Regions from separate parts of the Mus musculus genome. Here region 1 is linked to region 2. Evidence: chromatin contacts called from public HiCAR-type data. All regions are on one chromosome and are shown on one strand. The core of a region is the stretch at or near the end of the contact, and the rest is flanking DNA. Distances in the headings are between cores, read along the strand shown. Region 1 has its middle 42 kb from the start of 8030451A03Rik. Region 2 overlaps Gm42294 (a long non-coding RNA gene).

Region 1 (5,145 bases), core at 1,422-3,921, 230 kb before region 2:
TGCAGATTCTTGAGTATGTCCATCACTGTGCTTTGATGGAGAGGAGCACTGAATCCCTTCCACGTCTACTGGACCACCACTGTCATGTCTCAAATATCCACTCCCACCACTGCAGCACGCCACGGGTAAAGAATCCTCAATGCCACATCTACCATTAGATGGATAGGCACCCCATTACAAACTCTTCATTAATAAATCAATTTATACTGCCCGGAGGATACTTGGAATTCAGAGGTCACATCAAGCCTTGTAGAAAAGAAGTTTTCACTCTGTTGACAGATGAGGTATTATATCTGCCATCCTTAGAATGAGGTCTATGTAGGCCTCCAGGAGAGTGGAGAGAATAGAAACTACCTCTTGAGAAAATGATCATTGATAAAGAACAGAGATGTGATGTTTGTTTTAAAACAACCTCTGTCATAAACAGAGTAGACTTGCTTGCTGAGTGATAGAGAGAAACAGAATCTAATAATGGATTCCACAAGAAAACAAAATAGGCTAAGGGAGGAAGACTTGGAAAGACCAAAGTCATACCAAGAAAGAGATTCTCATAGCAGCAGCAAGCCCTTGACTTGACATGGCAAGGGCCTCAGGTACTAATGGTAACTAGGTGAACTGCAATCTGCCCTCACCCCCAGCCCTACGGTATCTCCCTTCTAGGCCTCTGACTTGGTTCTCTCTTGCTTCCAAGGTGTTGAAGATGTTTCCTCTCCAGGTTTTCAGTCTCTAGCCTGCATCCCAAGTGCAATGGACTGAGACAAGCATGAAGATTTGAGACACTGGGAAATGTAAGCACTCTTCTTTGGAGAACAAAGGAATTCTGAAAGAGCACGTCCCCAGAGACCACATACACAGGAGCTACCCCTACAAAGTGATGAACCCCAACACCTCTGATTTAATCCATATTCCCACAAATGTGCTTCTTACTGAAAGAAAAAAAAAAGCAGTCAGCCCCAGACATGACGAATGTCTCTGTCTCCTGGGTTGGAATCACTTTTACAAGAAATTATTCTTGGGCAAATTTCTCTGTTACATGAGCCTTTCCAAACCTCACCTAGGAAGCTGCAAGAAACTTGGAACGCAGTCAGAGGCGCGTGCCTATAAAGGAGATCTTTACCATAAAGAGATCGTATCCCTCTCTTCCTTGCCCTAGACACCACATAATCCTTTGTTTTCTCTTCCCCCAAGTAATCCACAGAGTATTCCAGTGGAACTTAAGTCACTCGATGTGCATCTTATAACAGATGCTTTCAATGCTAAGACGAGAGTCTGGGTAAAGTAGGACCCCTGACCATGCAGTCAGGAAACTGCCTCGCCTGCCAGACAGTGAGTGTGTTGGAAACAGGAATTATGTCTTTGAGTCTTTGTGGCAGTCATCACTGTTGAGAAAAGTAGCAGTGCTCATGAGTGAATGGACCATCCGTCTCTTTCAAATCCTGGTTCTACAATGGAACTAGCCATCTACATTTGGTCATGCTCCCTAATGATTTAGGGTTTTCAAACGTTTTCTTTTATAAAACACAAATGATAACTGTCTCATATAACTACAATAAATGCACCGCTGTACCTACAATACAGAGCTGCACCGTAGTAAATGACAAACAGTATCTTGGCTATACTCCCCGCAGCCATCCTTCACACAGACTAAATGATCAATACCCATTTGACTGGCTGGTCAATAGGTGGAGCTAATGTGAGTGCTTTCGGTTAATTTAAGTGGAAGCCTGAACAGGCCAGGTCAAGTGCCTCGTGCCTTTTAGCTGCTTTACAGAAGAGCATGAAGCAGGCAAAGAAAAATGAATGTTAACTCTAAACATACCTAGTTGAGTGTGAGAAGCAGACAAAATTATATCTCACTTCCATTATGACTTCTAATTTGGTACTCTAGTCTCATGAAGCAAAGGCCCAGGTCCTCCAGAGAATCACATAAGATGTCTACCTCTGGTGGCTGGTCATGACAAAGCTGATTATGGAAAACTATACTCAAAGTCGTATATCCTTTAGGGAGTCACAAGAGATATCCCTACAGCATCCGGTGCCCTCACAAATATACCTGCAGACAAATATGTGTGCAGTGCTGCTCAGGATGTCAACTGTCTATCAGTTGGCAGCTCCCAGGTTAATTTGCTACAAGGACAGAGTTATTGCCTTTCAGTCATCATGGCTCAGGTCTATGCTGTGGTCTATTTGTTCTAGTTCCTTCCACCAGTCTCTCTTCTCCTTTTCACGCCAATGATGTAATTTGCTCTCTGTTTTACCCATACACCACTAAAAATTCTTCCACAAAGAATAATATTTAAGATGTGAAATTGTACAGATTCCCATTTTGTAAAAGCTCCTTGGTGTTTCTTCTTTAGGTCCTCCATTTTGACACGAAAGATGGAGCTAAAAATAAAACAAGCCCTGATTGACAGCAGTTCCTGTTACAGCTGCTGTCCATATCAAAGTTCATTTAACCTTCACCACCACCCTATAGTCTCCATTCTACAGAGCTGGAAACTGAGGCAGGTTTGGCCAGTGTCACTGAGGCGGTGGTCTGCTTTATGCAATCGGAATTAAGTGAAACACGCTGACTTGAAACCTTACTACCCAAGTGGTGGCAATGGTTGTGAACATGATTAACAGCCTCAGCCTGCACATCTGAGCTGACAAGAGGGCCACACCCCTTTCCTGTGACCACTAACATCAACTCTACCAGGAGGGAGTACAGACTCTAAATGCAGAAGTGATAGAAACCAGGGGGTTACTTGTTGTTATAAGTCTATTTGGAGGAGAAAAAAATCCTTAAGGCAAAAAGACATATGCCTTGATGATTTCTCTGCCTGCAGGGTGGATGCAGCACTCTGTAGCCTCCCCTGTGGAGGGGAGATAGTTCCCTGCAGCACAGAGAATTGAGACAAGATCATGAGGTCACTATCAAGTGGAACCTATATCCTCAGCTCCGGGAATGTGAGACACTGTGTTCAGAGAAGCTGTACAGGCATGCTTGTCTACCTGCAGCCTAGAGAGTCCATGCTGGTAGAAGATGTCTTCACATGCCTCTTCATTCCAGGCCCTCCAGGACACCCGGGGCAATTTTAGGCTACACACATGAGTCTACAGAGGCTATAGAGATGAGACCCAAAAATCCCTGTGTTCGTTCCTGAAGTCCCACTATGTTTAGGTTTGGAGAACAGACTGTAACCACACAGAAATCTGCACTAAGGCTGTAAGGAAGTCATCACTTTCTCCAGCCTCCAATGACATCATGCACCTGGCTACACTGAAGAAGAGGAACCAGATACAAAATTCTCCATGCCAGCCCACCTCCACCTGTGCATATAAGTCTGGGTCTGTCCTGTCTCTGAGTGACAACCTATTGCTGCCTCCCTCTGAACCTCTGATAGTTGGTCTCTGTGCCTTTTGTGTTCAACTCTGTAGAATTCCCTGCCCTCACCTCTTGATGTCCTCCACCCCACACGTAATAATCATCTGAGCCATCGCATGCTTTATTACCTGCTTCTTACCCTGGAATCTGACCTCTCTATATAATTGCCCAAGTCAAGTCTGGCATCAGTCTTGCTTGAACCTCTGCCATGACCTGGACATGCTGTGAGCTGGTAGGTTTTAACCCAGATACTAGAAAAGGGTCATGAAGAAAAACTGGCATTGGATAGAGGAACCACAGTAGCCTCCTTCAGACAGAATGTCAAGAGGGCTATCTCTAAAACTGGGACATTTGAATCTAAACATGCATGATGGGAGACACAGTTCTTGCAAGAGGCCTGGAGTGGGGAACAGCTTGGTAACAAGGTAGCATCTACGGACACATTTTCATATTTAATCTGCAATACATATGCACATGCTCTCCCTCCAAGCCAGTGGGTCTCCACGTCTCTGCCTCAGGACTTTCTCAAGAGCTTGGGAGTCCAGTTTGTCTAAGCCAAAGTCATTTTCAAAGTGTAAAATAATGGGGGACTCTATTCCAGTTCAGGGGAGGAAGAGTGGAGGAGTGTCAAAGGTTTCTGTCCTATAGCAAGGCAATTGGGAGGCATTGTCAACCTGCCCTTGGGGGGGACAGAGTCAAGGCTACTCAGAACAGGAAACAATTGATTGTGCAACCCATGTCAACTGTTTTCCTTCCCTGTCTCACTCCACCTACTCCCTCACCCTGATCTTGGGACCATCTTTTGTGCCTTGGTCTCAGGCTCTGCCCTAAAGCCTAATGAGCTCAGAAGGAAGCGCACTGTGGTCGGAACATATGAGACTCAAGATCAAATCAGAGAGGCCATTAAGGGCTAAACAGTAAACAGCCCCTGGAAAAGCTTCAGACTGCAGACCGCAGCATTTGGGTGGTCGCCATGGAAGTCTTCCATGGACTCAGCAGACAGAACTTTAGGTGGAATGGTAGCAAGAGAGGAGGAGGAGGAAGAAGAAACAGAATTTGTTGGCAACACTGGGACTAGATGGAATTTAGACCTCAGATAAGCTGAATGATGTTCAGGGCAAAGAATTGGGACCAGCAGGGACAAGACACTGAGCTGAAGGCTACTCGTACAAATGGGGCCAGTAGGGAAGCCCCAAGATGTAGGTCTAACTCAATTGTTATGCAAGTGCCCAGAACTCGTTTCTAGTGCATTGGATTGCTATGAGAATAACCGCAGCTTTCCTGAGTGCTGCCTGCTTACAGTCAGCATACTAAGCAGTTTTCACAATGAGCCCATGCAGACCTCAAAACAGCCGTGTGTGTTATTCTCCCCATTCTATGGATGGAAAAGCTGAGGCCGGGAAGTGTTAGCATCAAGAGTTACTGGATTCCAAGTGTCATCCTCTGATCATCAGTGACCCAGCAGGATCTGAAGGTTGTGGCCCCAATTTAAGGTCAAGGATTGACTGAAATTATAAGCATGACGGTAATAGAGAGGGACTGTCTGATAGAGGCAGGAGCTGATTTTCGGTGTTAAGATACGACATGAATCTGACTGCCTTCACTGGTGAGGAGAGTCTCAGACCAGGTGACTGCTGATCAGCCACTTTACAGTTGTCCTTCTGTTCACAAGGAGTATTTCTCAGGTTTTTTTTTTTTCATCTGTCACCCATTTTCACAAGAGGAGGTTGAATACGCAGCTTCCAGTAATATAGAATAGAATCACACTGTCCTTCTGC
Region 2 (4,910 bases), core at 1,745-4,244:
CTGACTTCCTTCAATAATAAACAATGATGGGGAAGTAGAAGCCAAATAAATCATCTCCTCCCCAAGTTGCTTTTGGTCACAGTGTTTCATCACAGCATTAATAAGCCTAATGCTGTTACTATTCTAGTGCTGTGAAGAGAGACCATACCTAAGATGACTCCTATTTTTTTAAAGAAATTAAAAATCATTGCAGAGGATTAGTCCATTATCATCTTGACATAAAGGAGATAAGTGTGGTAATGGAGCAGTAGCTGAGAGGGTTAGATCCTGATCTGAAGTCAGCAGAAAGAGAAAGAGAGAGACAGAGACAGACAGAGACAGAGAGACAGAGAGAGACAGAGAGAGACAGAGAGAGACAGAGAGAGACAGAGAGAGACAGAGAGAGAGACAGAGAGAGACAGAGAGAGACAGAGAGACAGAGAGACTGGGCCTTGTGAGGGCTTTTGAATTCTCAAATCCTACCCTGAACAACATATCTCCAACAAAGACGCACCTCCTAATCCTTCCCATACAGTTCATCAACTGAGTACCAAGCATTCAAATATATGAGCCTGTGTGGGCCATTCTCATTCAAACCACCACAATCTCTTAGGTGGAACACAGAGAAAATATTTTTTTTAACTCCCAGCTAATTCGTTCTAGTTGAATTTTCCATGCACCGATACCTGAGGCTATGGAGCAAGGCTATGGAAGTAGATAGATGTATGATCTCTCCTCTGCCGTGTTCCAGCTCTGAGACTCAGATAGCTGAACCAGTCTGTCTGCACTTTACCTCCTCCATCTACAAAGCAGTAAGATTAGGGTGATACCCTTGAGAGGCAAAAGGAAACAGTACACATGACAGCAACTGATGATGGTTCTGTCGAGATCCTTGGTCCCTGCTCAGTAAGAACCAGCTGTCACACTTTCTGAACATGACCCTGATGGTCTGTGGTCTCCTTCTCTTTTCTTCTGCACATACTAAATTACAAACAGTATGAAGCCATAAGGCCACAGTGGCATGTCAGGCTCTGCCAAGTGCCATGTGTGAGACGGATAAGGCTAACAGACTCGCCAAATATTTGCACTATTGAGTTGAAATAGAGAGTACAATAAGGGAATTACTAAATAATTGCCAAGTGATTGTGATAAAGGTTATAAAGGAAACAAGAAAGGCTTTGGGGATTTAAAAACAAAGACAGGGCCTTTATCACAAGCGACTCAGAGTTTGTATCCCAGACACTTATTGCACACTTCAAAGTTTAGGTAACATTGGGTTTGTGACCTCACAATACGATCATCGGCTAATAACAAGTGTGACTCACTCTAATTCCAGACCTTTGGGGGTCAAAGACCAAGGAGGCCAAAACACTGGCCGGCTGCCAGCTGTCTCTGGGCCAAAGCAAGTAAGCTGCACCCTGGGCTTGGCCCGCATGCTCCATTCCATGCACTTAGACAGTAAGTGTTTCTCTTACAGCTGCTGCAAGAAGGTCCAAAATCCCTTCTCACACAGTTATTCAAAAGCATGCCCATCTAAGCTTTACTTGCCATGCTCCAAGGATCTCTCTTAGTCTTTACCTTTGCATAAGAAAATGTAGTCTAAAATCACAAGGGAAATAGTAAGCTATGTTCCTCTTCCCAAGAGTTTTAGGGGTGGCGGTGGTTAGGAGATGGGCCCTAGATGACAGTGTCTGTTTAATAGAACGTAAAGAGAGGTTCAAAGAGGAAGAAGCTAAAGGAGTCATAGAATACAGGGGCTAAGCATGTCTGAATAGGCATACTATGTACCTAACCCTTAGATGTTTCCCCAAGGGGAGTATGGTCCCTGAACTAAAAGGTCAGAGAAACCCCACTGTGGAGACCTCACGCTAAGACTAAATCCCTAGAAGTACCTATGGCTCTGATGCAGACAGGCAGAGGGGAGTGGAGTCCAAGGCCTTTGGGACTTGCCATTCTCTCAGGGCAATCACACCTAGTCCAGCTATTCAGGGATGCAATGTATTTTGGAGACATCTATAATTCCAATCAAGTGTCCCAAGACAGACTAAGGTCTCAGACAGGTCACATTTATCCCCACACTTAATAACTCAGTAAGACTGACTTCTGAGGCTCATAGTGTTCTTATATTAGTCAGTTCTCTCTTACTGTGGCAATACACCTAAAGGAAACCCACTTCAAGGAAAAGAGTGATTAGGGCTCATAGTGTGTCATAGTGTGTTCACAACCCTCCATAATTCCAGTTCCAGGGGATCTGAAGCCCTCTTCTGGCCTCCATCGGCACCAGTCACACCTGTGGTATACAAATGTGCATGCAGGCAAAATACCCATGCACATAAAATAGAAAATAAAATATTATTCAAAGGTGGGGGAGGGACAGGGATAGATGCTGATTTCATCAAACAGATACTCCAAGAATTCTGTGGCTTTGTTAAATGAGAGATGAAACTCAGGACTGATAAGGTGGCTTTGTGATTAAGCACTGACTTCACAGGCCTAAATCTCTGAATTTGGTCCCCAATACTCACGAAAAGGTGTAAAAAGGTAACCCCAAAAAAACTAAGTCAAAAAAGTTGAATGAGGACAAAGGCACAGTCATAAAAGAAGATATAAATTTATTTATATGATAGCATGTCAACTCTATCATAAGTTAGTTTTTTATTGTAGTAGAAAAGCATATAAAATGTGACTGTGATGGAAAAGTATATAAAATATAATAAATTATAATATATAATAGAAATATAAGACCCAAACATAATAAAAACATAAGACCCCCCAAAAAAAAGTTGTCCTCTAACTTGCAAACATGTGTCATGGTACAAACACACACACACACACACACACACACACACACACGTAATACTACTACTAATAATAATAATTTTATTTTAAAAAATGAAGAAGGAAACCAAAATAAATAAATAAAAATCATACTGAAAACTCCTGGACATTTCCCTGTGCTTCCCCCACAGTCCCTGAAAGTGAATTCCAAAAGGTTAAGTGTGGTTTCACTACAAGTGTGGGTGTCAGTTTCATCAAGAAGGGAAGAAAAAGCCACTCACGGTGAACGTTGAGTCCTCACTCAAAACCACAAGAGAAGAAAATGAAATACAGCAGAGCAAACTCTGTGCTAAGAGACTCAGGGCCGATAGTTTCTTTTGCCTGTTTGCTTGTTCAGTCCATGTATCAGACCAATTGACTGTTGATTCAGCCAAGCCTAAGCTTCTAGGTCCAGGCATTTCTCTAAGGTCTGAGAAATCAGAGATAAAGAAGAGCCTGGAACTTTTGTTTCTAGCCATAACACATTAATGGCTAAACATCACAGTTCTATGTGACCTTGTCACTGTAAAACTAGACAACATACATGCAGTATCTACTTTGCTCACTTAATAGCAGCCCACACAGAACTTTGATCCTAAAAAGAAGTAAGTATCCAGCTTCTGTTCCCCCTTTACCACCCTTTTCTACCCATCTAGTTTCCTAACGGGAACTCTAGAAAGAGGAACCCAAAAGACAGCGCAGACTGTCTACAAGGTGAGTGCTTACCCACCTTGGGTTTGGGGGCTATGGTGTTAAGCTTGTATTAGTCAACTGGACACCATCTGGAGTCACCTGGGAAGGGAGTTTCAGTGGGGTACTGTCTAGATTAGGTTGGTCTATAGGCATGTATGGGAGAGATTTTCTTAACTGGGTTAATTGAAATGGGAAGACCCACCTTGAAAGTGTGTCACACCATTTCACAGGCTGGCTCTGGACTGTAAGGAAAGGAGAGAGCTTGCCAAGAACTGGTAAACATGCACTGTTTCACCCCTCTGTGCTCTTAACTTGTGGATGTGATCCACAGTTGCTTCAACAGTCACCTTGACATTCCCTGCAGAGATGAACCGTAACCTGGAGTGTGTGTGGGGTGGGGGGGAGGCAAATGAACCTTCCTTTCTATTTTAAGTTGTTTTTGTCAAAGTATTTCCATCTTTAACCTAATGATGCCTATCCCATAAGATATCCCATCAGAGGCTGTTGAGGTATTCATGGAGAAGCACACAAAGAAGGATGCTGGAGATGGAGAAGAAGGAGCTACAGAGATATTCAGACGGGACTAGGTACATACAGAAGTGTTGTTTAAAATGACTTAATGTTAAAATGTTTAAATGTAGAATCCTAGCAGCTTACCTACTACAGGGATAAAATGAAGCTATCACAAGCCATCACATAGTCAGGTCGCTGTAACCCTAGGAACAACAGAAAGGCCACATTTAGGAGTAGCCTACACTACATTGTACTTATCCCTATAAAGCATACCGTGAGGAGAAAGTTCAGTCGTGGAATATTTGTTTGGTATGCAAAAGCTTCAGTCCCTAGCCCTGGGGTGAACAAAGAAGCCTGGCATCTGATAAATTCTGACAGAATAAAAGAAAGACAGACAAACACCAACAATACAAAGTGATGGTTTGAATGAGAGTGACCTAAAAAACTCATATATTTGAGAGCATAGATTCCAGTTGGTAGAACTATTTGGGAAGGCTAGGAGATGTGAGTGGACTTGTTGGAGGATATGGGCCACTGGAAATGGGCTTTGAGAATAAAAAGAAAAAACTCATTCCCTGTTAGCTTGTTCTATCATTATCTGTCTGTCTGCTGCCTTCTTGCCCCCGCCCCCCCCCTCTCTTCTTCCCTCTATGTCTCAAGCTTACTTGCAAACTAGGATAAATATATCCTACTATACACTACTGCTACTGCTCTAGCACCATGCCTAACTATCTGCTACCATGCTACTCTTAATGATAGTCATAGCAAACAATGGTAGAAATAACTTCTAACTGCTTAACACATCTTAACACAGTTGATGAAAGGTTACATCTTTCATCAACTGAAGGAAGTGATAAGTGAACACAAGGCCCCACCCAAATCAAGCCATTCTGCACACGGGAGGCAAA

What was found. HiCAR-type assays count read pairs that join an accessible place to other places.
Region 1: a HiCAR-type map of Th17 cells shows a contact between it and region 2, with 6 times the contacts expected there. The contact joins two enhancer-like sites. A contact is called at or near these places in 1 of 15 datasets of contacts at CTCF or cohesin (large pre-B cells), 2 of 484 Hi-C or Micro-C datasets (bone marrow-derived macrophages and ventral hippocampal neurons) and 4 of 115 datasets of contacts at active chromatin or transcription factors (Th17 cells, bone marrow-derived dendritic cells, memory CD8 T cells and 1 more).

The regions. Positions count from the first base shown.
Region 1 is chr4:63,940,592-63,945,736 of GRCm38.p6, reverse strand. No RefSeq gene overlaps it. Among named protein-coding and RNA genes, the nearest start is that of 8030451A03Rik, 42 kb to the left of the region's middle. Within about 2 kb of position 2,671, at least 28 of the 459 cell types and tissues checked have an H3K27ac peak or open chromatin away from gene starts, as enhancers often do. A contact at or near this core is called in Th17 cells and bone marrow-derived dendritic cells, where this site is marked.
Region 2 is chr4:63,714,550-63,719,459 of GRCm38.p6, reverse strand. The region is part of intron 1 of Gm42294 (a long non-coding RNA gene); the gene reads right to left. Among named protein-coding and RNA genes, the nearest start is that of Gm42294, 21 kb to the right of the region's middle. Within about 2 kb of position 2,994, at least 6 of the 459 cell types and tissues checked have an H3K27ac peak or open chromatin away from gene starts, as enhancers often do. A contact at or near this core is called in Th17 cells and bone marrow-derived dendritic cells, where this site is marked.